Regions from separate parts of the Ovis aries genome. Here region 2 is linked to region 1. Evidence: chromatin contacts called from public Hi-C data. All regions are on one chromosome and are shown on one strand. The core of a region is the stretch at or near the end of the contact, and the rest is flanking DNA. Distances in the headings are between cores, read along the strand shown. Region 1 overlaps KIF3C (kinesin family member 3C). Region 2 overlaps RAB10 (RAB10, member RAS oncogene family).

What was found. Hi-C and Micro-C count contacts between places; a contact is called where the count stands out from the background.
Region 2: a contact with region 1 is called in a Hi-C map of hypothalamus, with 2.8 times the contacts expected there. The contact joins two enhancer-like sites. A contact is called at or near these places in 7 of 16 Hi-C or Micro-C datasets (blood, hypothalamus, liver and 2 more).

The regions. Positions count from the first base shown.
Region 1 is chr3:33,245,280-33,251,248 of ARS-UI_Ramb_v3.0, reverse strand. KIF3C (kinesin family member 3C) reads left to right here. Exons shown (of 8, transcript XM_027966582.3): 2 at 846-947; 3 at 1,575-1,697; 4 at 2,781-2,899; 5 at 3,373-3,489. Among named protein-coding and RNA genes, the nearest start is that of KIF3C, 21 kb to the left of the region's middle. Within about 2 kb of position 3,953, at least 8 of the 54 cell types and tissues checked have an H3K27ac peak or open chromatin away from gene starts, as enhancers often do. A contact at or near this core is called in hypothalamus, where this site is marked.
Region 2 is chr3:33,376,997-33,383,621 of ARS-UI_Ramb_v3.0, reverse strand. RAB10 (RAB10, member RAS oncogene family) reads right to left here. Exons shown (of 6, transcript NM_001161861.1): 6 at 4,769-5,205. The coding sequence ends at 5,122. Among named protein-coding and RNA genes, the nearest start is that of GAREM2, 24 kb to the left of the region's middle. Within about 2 kb of position 3,456, at least 1 of the 54 cell types and tissues checked has an H3K27ac peak or open chromatin away from gene starts, as enhancers often do. A contact at or near this core is called in hypothalamus, where this site is marked.

The DNA.
Region 1 (5,969 bases), core at 2,704-5,203:
GTCTGTGCCAAGCACCAGGTGAGGGGCTGCACATAGCACAGGGCTCAGTGGGGAGACTGGTTCACCTCTTTATTAACCAGCTGCATGACCTGAAGCCAGTTGCTCTTAGCTGCCCTCCTTATTGATTGAGGTCTCTCTGAGGGTAAAGTTGGAGGCACCTGGCCAGTAACGCTCAGCGGATGTCTGCTGGCTGTCTTTCTCAGAGCAGGGGTGGCCCCAGGGTTACAGATGTGAGAGATGAAGGGTAATTGGGCTGAGACCTTGCAGTGAGTGGGTGGAGCTCAAGTCTTTCTGGCCATCTCCAAACGCCGGCTGCTTCTGGGGCCCCAAATGCCCTTCAGTGCTGGGGAGTCTTCTCCCTGTGTCTTTTCTTCTGTTTTCCAGCTGAAGAGCAGACCCTTTCCTGCTGCCTGAATGAAAGCCCCCTTCCTGAGTCAGGAGCCAGTTAGCTAAAGGGCCAGGCTGCTCAGAGACTGTATCCTGCATCTCCCTGCCTCCTGAACACCAGCTGGTCCTGGTTGCCAGGATTAGATTGCCGCCCGCATTCCCTTCCCCGGGCATGATGAACCAGCCTTCCATCCGTATCCAAAGCAAACAGATCAGGTGCCCTGTATTCTCTGAGGGCTTCCCTGCCTTGTCTCACCTAATGGTCTTGCTTACAGTGGGAGCCTTGTGCTGGGGCCCACGAGGCTAGAGGGGAAAACTTCCTTCTTGGTGAGGGTCATGAGCCCCCATCTGGGACATATCTTCTGTTCTCGCCCTGAAGGGCAGGGAAGCCAAACCTCTCAAGCTGGGGCTGCTCTGGCCCTTTGAAAACCCATCTCTTTACCCCTCTGTGTCCCCAGGCCATGGAGAGCAAGCTGCTCATCGGGGGCAGGAACATCATGGATCACACCAATGAGCAGCAGAAGATGCTCGAACTAAAGAGGCAGGAGATTGCCGAGCAGGTGGGGCTGGGGGCTTCAGGTCCCTGGGGGGTGGTGCATGGCCTTGAGGTCAGGTCTGGGGGGCTGAAGGCAGTGAGTCATCATGAACTCAGGGTCCCTGGAATTACAGGGCTGAAAACCTAACTCTGTGCATCCTATGGGTCCACCCGCCCAGGTGCTGGCTCTCTATGATGTCAGCTTCTACAGGGCACCCGATCCTAATTCCCAAACCTCCCACAAAGGTGTGAGTTCTTCACCAACTGTTTCCGAAAGCATCAAGAACCACAGTTTGTTGGTCTTACCCATCAGCTGTGATACTACACAGGAGAGGCTGAGACAGCTGAAAAGCCAGTACCTGGGCATCAGTGGATGTGGTTGACGGCCCTGGAAGCCCCAGCGGTTAGGGGCGGGGTCTCCTTCCATGTGGGGCAGTGCCTGCAAAAGCGTGGCCCTGTGAACTGGGAAGAAGGTCCAGAGAGGCCTCCACTGAGGATGGGGTGGGAGCGATGGACCTGGGCTGTGAGAACCTCTCTGTGTCCTCCTGGCTCCTGTGGCCACGACGGAGCCAGGTTCCATGACAGGCAGAGCTCCCTTGGGTCTTGCCGGTATGTGCTGCTCCTCTGAGCCCTGTCCCCTGCCCCGACCTAGAAACGCCGTGAGCGGGAAATGCAGCAAGAGATGATGCTCCGGGACGAGGAGACCATGGAGCTCCGGGGCACCTACACGTCCCTGCAGCAGGAGGTGGAGGTCAAAACCAAGAAACTCAAGAAGGTAAGTTGGCACAGCAGGACCCTGGGTCTGGGTGTGTGTGAGGGCCTGGCAGTCACCTGCCTAAGGCAGGTTGTGCTTTAGCGACCCCTCCCCACTTTGCTTGACCGCTGACCCCTTGAGTTACGTTGCCTGGGTACTGAGGTGAGGAGCCAGGGGATGCAGGGGTCTGGGTGGAATAGAACCTTTTCTCTTGCTTCAAGAGGGGCCTGAGAGGTTGGGAATGCTTTCACTTCCGCTCTGCAGGTTTGCTGCTCTCGTCCTGGGTCACTTGCCCCTGTCCTGCAGTGTCACCAGTGAGTCACTGTTTGGATAGTCAGGCACTGAGCAGGCCAGGGGAGTGGAGACTTGAGCCTGGGAGAGCTCAGAGAGGAAGCACAAGGCCCTCCAGAGATGAGAGTATTGGCCACCAGGCCCCTGTGAGGTCCATGGCCAGGGAATGGCAGGCGCATGAGCTGAGGGCCTAAGGCAGGAAGCCACAGATTCCAGCCTGGATTCTGGAAGAGCCTGGAAAGCCCTTACATTGCTGAGGTGGCTGCTCCAGAGCAGGCCCGGCAGAGGCCCAGCTCCAGCGGCAGTTTCCAGTTTCCATACCTCGCGGTGTGTTAGGAATGGGACAGACAGTGGGGTCGGGGTTGCCCTCCCCACACCCCTCCTTTTGAGAGCCACTGGAGAGGCTGGAGTGGGATAGGCCACCTTGCAAACTGGCTGAGGCTCCCCTGAACCCTGGACCAGTAGTCCTGATACTCAGGTCCTGATTCAGGCTCTTCTGCACCTTGTGTGTGACCTTGAGCAAACCTGTGCCTGAGTTTCCTATCTATAAAAAGAGGGTGTTGGACCGGAAGATTCCCCAGGTCCCATCAAACTTGAGCATTGTACGATGTGGACAGCAGCTGAGAGTGAGCGGTGTAGGAGGGACGAGGCAGCCCTTAAAATAGCCCGACCTGATGGATGGAGGGACATTCACACGGGGACCCTGGCCTCATCCTGGACTGAGCTGATGGACCCTGAGCCTGCAGGCTGGGGGAGTCGAGCCTCGTTGGGTGCCACTCCGTACTGCCTCTGAGCTGCACCTTCCCTCGCCAGCTCTACGCCAAGCTGCAGGCGGTGAAGGCGGAGATCCAGGACCAGCACGACGAGTACATCCGCGTGCGGCAGGACCTGGAGGAGGCGCAGAATGAGCAGACCCGGGAACTCAAGCTCAAGTAGGGCCCCTTCTCTTCCCAGCGGGGGCCCGCACAGCCATCTCTCAGGCTCCGGGCCTCTCCCTGACAGGCTCCTCTCTTTCCTGAAGGCTTCAGTTCTGTCTCCTCACCCATGTCCATGACCCATAGGAATGGAAGGAATGAAAGGGGGAGGGACCCATTGGAGTATCTTCTACCTCCTGTTTTCTCCTTTCTGTCCTCTGCCTGCATTAGATGAACCTTGTAAAGTGCATGCTGGGTGTTGCCCAGAAGTAACTCCTAAGGCCCTGAGTCTATAATCTTTGCTTGAGAAACTGTGATTTCCAGGCTCCATTGTTTCTCTAGGGACCCCCTCCCCCCGACTTTTTGGTTTTTCCATTTTCTCTGTTCCCTCTGCCTCTTTGTATCTTGCTTGTCTCTTCTCTTGCAACCTTCACCTACACTGCGTGGTCTCACTCCCCAAACCCCCATCTCTACCTCATTCCTGCTCCCAGGTACCTGATCATCGAGAACTTCATCCCCCCAGAGGAGAAGAACAAGATCATGAACCGGCTTTTCCTAGACTGCGAGGAGGAGCAGTGGAAGTTCCAGCCCCTTGTTCCTAGTGGAGCGTGAGTCTCCCATCCCACTGTCTGGGCCTAGGGACTCTCAAGCTCACCCCTGATTAGGGGTGGCCAGGCACTTAGGGGAGATGGAGGATGGGTTTTTTCAGGACCAAATACAGGGATCTCCATGAAGGAAGGAACGTTAAATACAATGTCTCGTTGGTCCAGAGAATACTAGCTGGCTAACATGTGGCCAGTCTGGTGAATATTCGTTTGTCAGATGCCCAAAACAACATCAATAGATAATATTGCCAAGCACTTACTGTGTGTCAGACACTGTGGGAGACTCTGCAGACAGAAGGTCAATAAGACACAGTCAGAGCTCACAGTCCAGTGAGGAATACAGAAAAGGAACCGGATCAAGAAAGGACAGACAGGTGAGGTCTTTGTAGCCTTACTCAGCGGGGTGATTCAGCATTTCCACCTGTTTCTACGTCCTAGCTCTTAGTTTGCATCCATTGGCTGGGTGTGCAGCTCCCTCTGCTGGTGGCCCTGAAGAACAAGACTGGACAGGCACACCCAGCGAGTGACTGCCTCACCCAGCCGAACCACTGCCCCTTCGTTGAAAATCTGGGTACAGAGGTGCTCCGGAGGCAGGACACCAGTGCACTTCCCCGGCAATTCTTTATCTATCCTAGGAATATTAATACCAAGTTAGGGCAAGAGTCTCCCCAAAGCTGGAGTGGGAAGCTAATTTTAGAGATCCGTAACTCCTCACTGGAGCATCAGATTGCCTACTTGATTTGCCTACTTTCTGAAGGGCTGATCCTGCCCAAGTCCTGCAATCAGTATCTTTGCTTACTGTTGAATTATTGCATCTCCTAGCCTAGTAAGGCAAAGAGAAAGATTCAGTGTTTTCTTTGTCATTGGGAAGCCTAAAAATTTGGCTCATTCCTCAAAAGCTGCTTGCTTTAGCTTACTCTGCAGTGTTTGCATTTCCATTACTCTTTGGGAAGAACCAATCTTGACATACATACCCCATGTGTAAGTTGGTAAGCAGCCAGTTCATGAGTAAAGGACTTTTCAATGGGGTCAGTTTGGAGTTAAAATCCACCTTTCCAGTCTAAGTAGAGACCTGTAGTAGTATATCATTTATTGCAGATGTTTTCCACCCTGGCTGCATCTAGAATCACCTCTGAGCTGGGCTCCAGATAATCTGATTTAAGGGGTCGTATGGGTGGATCCCAGGACTTTTTTTTTTTTAATTGTTTTTTTCAAAGCCTCCAGCTGATTCTACTGGGAAGCTAGGTTCAGAAACTACTGTTCATTGCCACCTACTGGAGGAAGATGCTGGTGAGGTTTTGTAAGGTTATTTTGTGCTTACAAAGTTCTTAAGGTGAAAGTTTGTAGGTAGAAGAATTTCTTTACATTAGATAGAGATGGATGAGAGAAGCTCTGAAAAGGTATGTTGTGTTTTTTTTTTTTTTTCTTACTGGCTAACTTTATTTTAAAATTTTTTATTGGAGTATAGTTGATTTATATTTGAATTTTTAATTTTGAAAATCAAGAATAATACAAAGAATTCCCGTGTGCTTTTCACCAAAATTCCCCAGTTGTTAGCATCTTGCCACATCTTGCTTGATTAATCCCCTGCCCCCAACAATTTGAGATTAAGTTGCAGACAGTCAACCTTTTACCCATATTTCCTAAGAACGAGGACATTCTCTTACATAACCACAGTACAGTGATCAGATTCAGGAAATTCTGTATTGACACCAGACGAATACACAACAAACAATATTCAATTTTAGCCAGTTAGCTCAATAATATCCATTAAGGCAATTCTTCCCCACCCACACCAGCCCACCTGTGATGGTGCATTGCATTTAATCATGCCTCTTCCTTTAATCTGGAACTGAAAAGGGATCTTGATTTGAGTTTTGAAAATTTCATGCTTCAGAGGAGTTTATTTGTTTCTCAAAACATTGTCCCTGCAATTTTTACTTGACTGCCTAAGCACATAATTCAGACTTCAAAGCATGGTGGTACTTTGCCTGAAGCTAAAATACACTTTCTGCTTAATGTGTATGAATTTTCATTCTTTATTCTGCTGCTTTTTTAAGTTTGCTTTCTTCCTTTTACTCAAATAACTTTAAAATTTTTTTAACTTTTAAAATAACTTCTCTTTTTGCAAAAATAAAGTGGTGTGCATACACTGAAAAACCATACACAGACTTAAAAAAATTAAAACAGCTATCTTAAAATAGCACATGTTAAATAATATTTAGAGTAGATACCAGTAACAGCTTGTAAAATAGAAGTCCTCTACTTGGTATCTTTGCTTACTGTTGATTTATTCCCTCTCCTGCCTAGTAAGGCACCTGGAGAAGGACATGGCAACCCACTCCAGTATTCTTGCCTGGAGAATCCCAGGGACAGAGGAGCCTGGAGGGCTGCTGTCTGTGGGGTCGCACAGAGTTGGACACGACTGAGGTGACTTAGCAGCAGCAGCAGCAGCAGCAGCCTAGTAAGGCAAAGAGAGAAAG
Region 2 (6,625 bases), core at 2,207-4,706, 130 kb before region 1:
TGCACACCCTCTGACTGGTTCTAGTTCCTGCAGACTGTGTACCATTTTAAACACACACAGCACCCTTTATAGGTAAATACAAATTTTAAAACCCATGTTGACAATCATGCAGATATGTAATAAGGCGAACACCCTTGTGAACAACATTCATGACCAAGATTTGATTTTACTGTCCCCCAAACCCTGCTGTGTGCCCCCATGACTTTTCACTCCATGACTTAGCGACTAAACCAACCCACCCGAATACCCCTGCCTTTTAGTCATTTCCTTAATGTTCCTTATAGTATGTCTGTACTTCCCTAAACACATTATGGTTGCTTGTTCTTCCTTTCCATCTTCTGTTAATTTGCCATCTCTCTCTCCCTCTCAGTGAAACTTAATTGAAGAGACTGGATCAGTTGTCCTGTAAAATTTACTAGTCTGGATTTTGTTGATTGATGTAACAATATATTCCTGTCAGAGTTCCTATAAAATTGGTAGTCAGATCTAGGTAAGTTTGATCAGAATCAGACGGAGATTTGATTTTTGGGGCGGGGGCGGGGGGGGGGGCGGGTGTGCAGGACATGGCCCCAGCATAGAAAGCATTGTGTTCTTGGTCAGAAGATACATAAATATCTGGGTTTCTCTTAACTTGCATTAGAGCCTTTTCCACTTTGTAGTTCAATGACATTTAATATTAGAAGTTCCTGAGTTCTGCGCTACAGATTTTCTTCCTTTGTAACTGTTATTCTCTCTTTAACTAAGTGCAGCAGGAACACACTACCTTTTTGTCTTGGTGCTGGAAGTTTAGGACTTCAGTGTCCCAGCAAAACACTTTCACTTGGAGCACTCATATCCCCTATGTGGCTCTTAATCTTAGGGAGTCATATTGATCTCCTATCAACCTAGGAGACTGGCATAAACTATACCCAGCTGCCTTTTCCTTCCTCCCCTATATTTTGACTTACTTCATTACTACCATTCACTGCTGCAGCCATTAATAAGTAACAGAAGTCCCCTTCAAAGTACATCTCCCCAGAAAGCTAATTAAGATATCTGTGAAAACCAACTGCATTATCATTTACTTCCAGCCAAGAGGTGGTGTGAAGTAGGAGGAAACAAAACGGACAAGCTGGTAATAAGGGGTGATACAGATTTTAAAGAAGAAAAGCAGTAAACTGAACTAAGCACTTTTCAAGGGCATTGTTCTTTGTGAGAGGTACCAAGGTCGGGCTAAATGGCTACATTAACTCGATAAGATTAAGGCTACATTGGCATTCTTTCTGCCGGCTCTAGCATGTATTTATTACCCCCATTATAATCAGTGTAACAACGAAAGTTTAGGACCTTATCCTGAGAAACTGATATGGTGAAGAAAGTAGGCTGGGCCGTAGCTTGGTTTCAAAATTCCATTCCAGCACCAAGTAGCTGTGCAACCTTAAGCAAATCACTTACCTCAAACAGTTTATTTTGTAAAGTGGGTACTACTTCACCAGGCTGTCGATGACAACCCAAAGAACCTAGAACAGTGCCACAAATACCTAGTCCATTTCCTAGTAGGCAAGAAATACTCCTTCACATAATCCCCCGTACATTAAGCCTGCCCTCTGCCATCATTTTAGTCGGATCTTAACTCAAATTTGAATTAAAATAGCAACCTTGTATCTGACCTCTAGAATCCTTGTTCCTCTGCTTCCAGCCCATCTAAGACTTGTTTTCCTCAAACACACTGCAGGGCTCACAGGGACTCCCCATCCCCTAACACACTGTCCAGCTGGATTTCTAGTTTCTCACACTAGCAAAGCGTGTTTCTAATTTGCCTGTGATCCCTTCTTACCCTCCCCTTAGCCCATTCATTCAATCCACGTATCTAAGAACCCAACTCCAGTGCCTCCTCCTTCAAAAACCGTCCCAACTATTCTCACCAATTGAATCTGCTCTTCTATTAACACAGCACTTAAAACCACAACTATTTGGCTTTTGTACATCTGCCTGATTACTAATTCCTTCTGCTTTAAAGGTAAACCTACCAGCAGAGGCTACTGTGTCCTTTCCCTATACCAATCTCAAAGGCACAATCACAGGCTCCACCTTAAGACAGAAAATTCTGTGTTGATGAGAGGTAAACAGGGAAGTATTTAAATTCAGTCTAGGTGATCCTTCCAAAAACTAGTTATAAGAAAACCTCTGCTATGTCCGTCCAGCAGAGATAATCTTGTCAACAAATGTGTACCTTTATTTATTGACTAATAAGGGCTCGATACAGGATCAAACATTTCTTTCACCAAAAAGCCAAAGTTGTTTCTTATGGTTCACAAAAAAAGTGGGAAACACTTTACATGTTTCAGGTAAGAAGACAGTCACTACTAAAACAAGAATTTCTCCTCAGCATGATAGCCTTACCTTGGTGCCCCTGAGTAATCAGCTGACTCCAGTTGTAGTTGGCACAGTCTAGTAGTGTTGGCTGGCAAGTGACTACAGTTGTGTGTTCTGTCTGTCTCGACGCCAGCATGATTCTGCTTCTAAAATGCAGTTTCTTCCAACAATAGCTCTTGAAATTGCCTTCCCAGCTTTCCCTAGTTGAAAAGTTATTCCCCTCTATTTCTGTTCCTCTAATATCCAGTTTGCTATTGCACTATTTTCAGAAGGAATCTTCCATCTTAGACTCCATAAATAAATGAAAACCAAGTCACGCAGTTGGAAATCAAGTTTTGTTTTTATATGAACATAAGTAGACCATCTAGAAATATTTCAGTTTATTTAAATTGTTAAGTAGAATATGAAACCGAATTTGTAGCTAGTACCAGAGAATGGACTTAACTGTTTGGTGTTTAATGAGAACAGCTTCTACACAGGATCCCAAGAGACTTACAGAAAAAGGGGCAAAGCCCTATTATTAAGCAAATAAAACTCAGGTTTCAAACAGGTTATACAAAAATTGATTTATACTCCATTTCCCTTTTTTTTTTTTTGATATTTAGAAAGTGCAGATTTAACAAAAGGTAGCCATATCCTTTCTATGTACAATGCCGATTATAATTTATTGCAAACAACAAAACTGTCAGTCTGTTACCCAAAAATCCCAGTGTTTAGCTCTCAAACCTTAAGTCACTGAATTGAGTAAGGATTAAAGAGGGTTAAAAGTAAAAAAGCTACTGCCACATTCCAGATAAAGAAAAACAACAAACACATTAAAAATTAATCTAACAATAGATTTAACCTAAAACTTTTGAGAAGTTTAACATTATTTCATTATTATTTTTAGTGGAAAATTAGGGATTATTTGGCAATGCTGCTTTTACTAGTAGTAAACAATGATAAAGTCAAGTGAGGGGAAAACCTAACAACCACCACCAGTGAGGCAGATGAAATCACTTTTAGGGCACAATCTGAAAATTCATGGATGTTCACAGCAGATATGTCCCTATGTTGTTTACGTTAGCCAAGAGGTCATTAAAATGCTATCCACGACACAGAAAGACTTTTCAATGGAAGCTGCTGTCCTAAACTCAGCCTCTGCTAGAAATGAATCATGCTATTCACAATTATTTCAACAAAGGTATCATCTTAGGATGCTAGCAGCATAGCAAACTTAACTTACCCTACCCTAATGATAAGCAGTAAAGCAAAACTAGAAAAATGAAGGGGAAAAAATGGCAGGGCAAGAGAGAGCCTAGAGTTTCATATCTTTACATGAAAAGCCTCTGTTGTTCTTTTTTTCAAATCCAGGGTAATACAAGTTTCCCAAAGGGATGTGAAGACAGGACTTAAAATCAGTAACAGCCTAAAGTACTTCTAAATCTTAAGGTAAAGATAACTTAACACTGAAAAAGTGTTCTTCATAGGCCAAATCTCAATATATTTGGCAAACATGTTAATAAATTTCACTCCTCCTTCCCACCTTTTTAAAAACAATTTTGGGCTACCAAACTGCTAGAGGAGTTGCCAAAATGGAGACTATTCAAATTTAGGTTAAAATATTTATTCTAAGAAAGTGAATAGGCTATACACTTAGTTAGAAAGACAAACCACAACACCCTCCAAACACTAGTGCATGCAATTAACTCCTCCATTTCATAAACTCAATGGAGAGAGACAGGAAGGGAACAAAGCGGGAAAGAGAAGAGCAACGTGAAGTCAACAGCAAATGAAGGAACTCGGGACAGAAGCTTTAGGGGAGTGAGAAAATGAGGTGAGGACATGGTTAACTGACATTGGATAGTAGGCAGTTAGGATTTATCTTTCAGTTTACTTAGCAAGTTAAATCAGTGCTTTATGTTAAACTCCACAAACCCACTAGTTTACCCCTTTCATTTTTAAATAACTCACACCACAGGGTGGTGGGGAAGAAGCAAATAAAGCAGCATGCAGGAAGAGACAGGAGGAGAAAGTGGCCGAGGAAAAGAACTGGTGGCAGGAGTAGTTTTAAATGTCAAGGCCACTTAAAACGAGACTCAGCAAACCAAAGCGATCATTTCTGTATTATCCTTTGTCCTCAATTAACTACTTTGAAAATTACAGCCAAGCAAACCACAAACATGTTAATGCTTTATGTTTCGATGATATGTCTCCTGCACATGCTTCCACCAAAACCCCAAAAAAAGGAAAAACCAAAGAAGTTCCTTTCCACATAAGGCACAGGACAAAATTAACCCCATTTACATATTCAAGGCGAAAATGAATGTTTTCCTGGCTTTTTTCTTTTGCTATCACATGTCTATAGATTATAGGGACTCAAGCACATTTATCCATGACAGAAAATTCCACTGTTGTACAAAATAAAATTGTTAATTCTAACTTTTATTCTTATACAATTTGCAGAATAGAGTTGAAATGATTGCTATAGGTTTTAATGTTGATAAGAATTGGACTATAATACAACTGAAATGCAGTGGTGAGCTGAGCAAGTACATTTAAAAATGAACTCACAGACATGATTCTTCTATACAATTTTTGTTTGAGGAAAATTATAAAGTCAGCAAGCAGTCACAGATGAAACAACAAATAAAACAGGTGGACTAGAGAGTTAAGATGAGGAACAAAAATATCTGTTTAAGAGTTAAAAATGGGACAGAGTGGTTTATTTTGCAGCAAGAAGAGAAAACAGGGTGGTGGATGGCAACTGATGGAACAGCAGAGCGCTCAGCAGCATTTGCTCTTCCAGCCTGTCACACCTCCTCCACTGCTGATATCTACGTTTTCACTGTTGGGCTCTTTTACAGGGGTCTGCAACAAACACACAAGGAGAGCAACCCGTGAAAAACACTGCCATGGATACACCAAGATCCAACAGAAGTATTCCCATAAATGTTAATTTATGTAACAAAATGCAATTACAGTCACATGAGATACGTTTTCTTCTCCACACAAAGTAAAGAAATGGAAGCTTTGTTTTTGACCTTCATTTTGTTCTCTTCCAATTGTGAAATGTCCACAGGCCTCCTGGCTTCCTTTTGTAGAACTTCTGAAATCTCCTCCGCCCTACCCCTTGTGATGAGTGGTATGTTATCTCTTAGATCTGAGCCCTGAGTACTTAGTACTTAAAAAAAAAAAATGCATATGCATTCATGCATATGATGAGACTAATGCTGAATCATGTCTAACTTCAGAGAGGTGAAATAACCCTTTTCTGTTTTGTTTTACTTGCCTTTTGAGACTGGAGCTTGTATTACCATAGCGTTGTTTTAAAAAGGCAATTTTATGATGATACACTAACATTAAATGAAGGAAATACAGTGGGGCAGAATGCAAAGTTGAATAATTCATGTTAAAGGCCGATACAGGAAAAGATCAAAATAAGAGATGCCAAAATTTTAACAGTAGCAACCCTTAGGCGGTGGGTTTATTTGGGGTGGGGGCAGATATTGATATTTCAAGTATAAAAACAGAAAGGTTACCAGAAGCAATTAAATTTTCTCCTTTTCTCCTATATAATGTTTGCTTCTCCTTCAGGACTGTATCAGATTTTCTCTATTTTGTGTACATTTAAATATACCGGAAGACTAATAGAGAATTCAGGACTCATATCAAATCTGTGTATTTTACCTAGTCATTTGAGGGAAAATATAAATATTTGATTTCCCAATTTTGCTACAAGTTATTTGTACTGCCAACTTATGCAATTCACAAATTAAACCCAGAAACTAACCGTGAGGTAAAATGAATTCCCTGAGATCAATTTTCAGCATTTTCTTTTAAAAAACTCACAGGTTGAAATGATTGGGTAAATGAAACTTGGTTATCAGTTCAGTTCAGTTACTCAGTCGTGTCTGACTCTTTGCAACCCCATGGACTGCAGCACGCCAGGCTTCCCTATTCATCACCAAGTCCCAGAGCTTGCTCAAACTCATGTCCATCAAGTCAGTGATGCCATCCAAACATCTCATCCTCTATTGTCCCCTTCTCCTCCTGCTTTCAATTTGGGTATAGACTTACTCTATTCAGTATATAGTATATACATCCCCTTCACTGGCACATCTGAGAAATGACTATATAAAGGAATAGAGATTCTGTAGCAATTAAGTACAGAATAGATTCACCTCTTGAATTTTAAAAAATTATTTATGAGAAGGCAAAGGTTATATAAGAGAAATTAATCAAAAAGAGCCACAAGACCATGGACCAAACAAAAAGCTGGAAAAAGGAG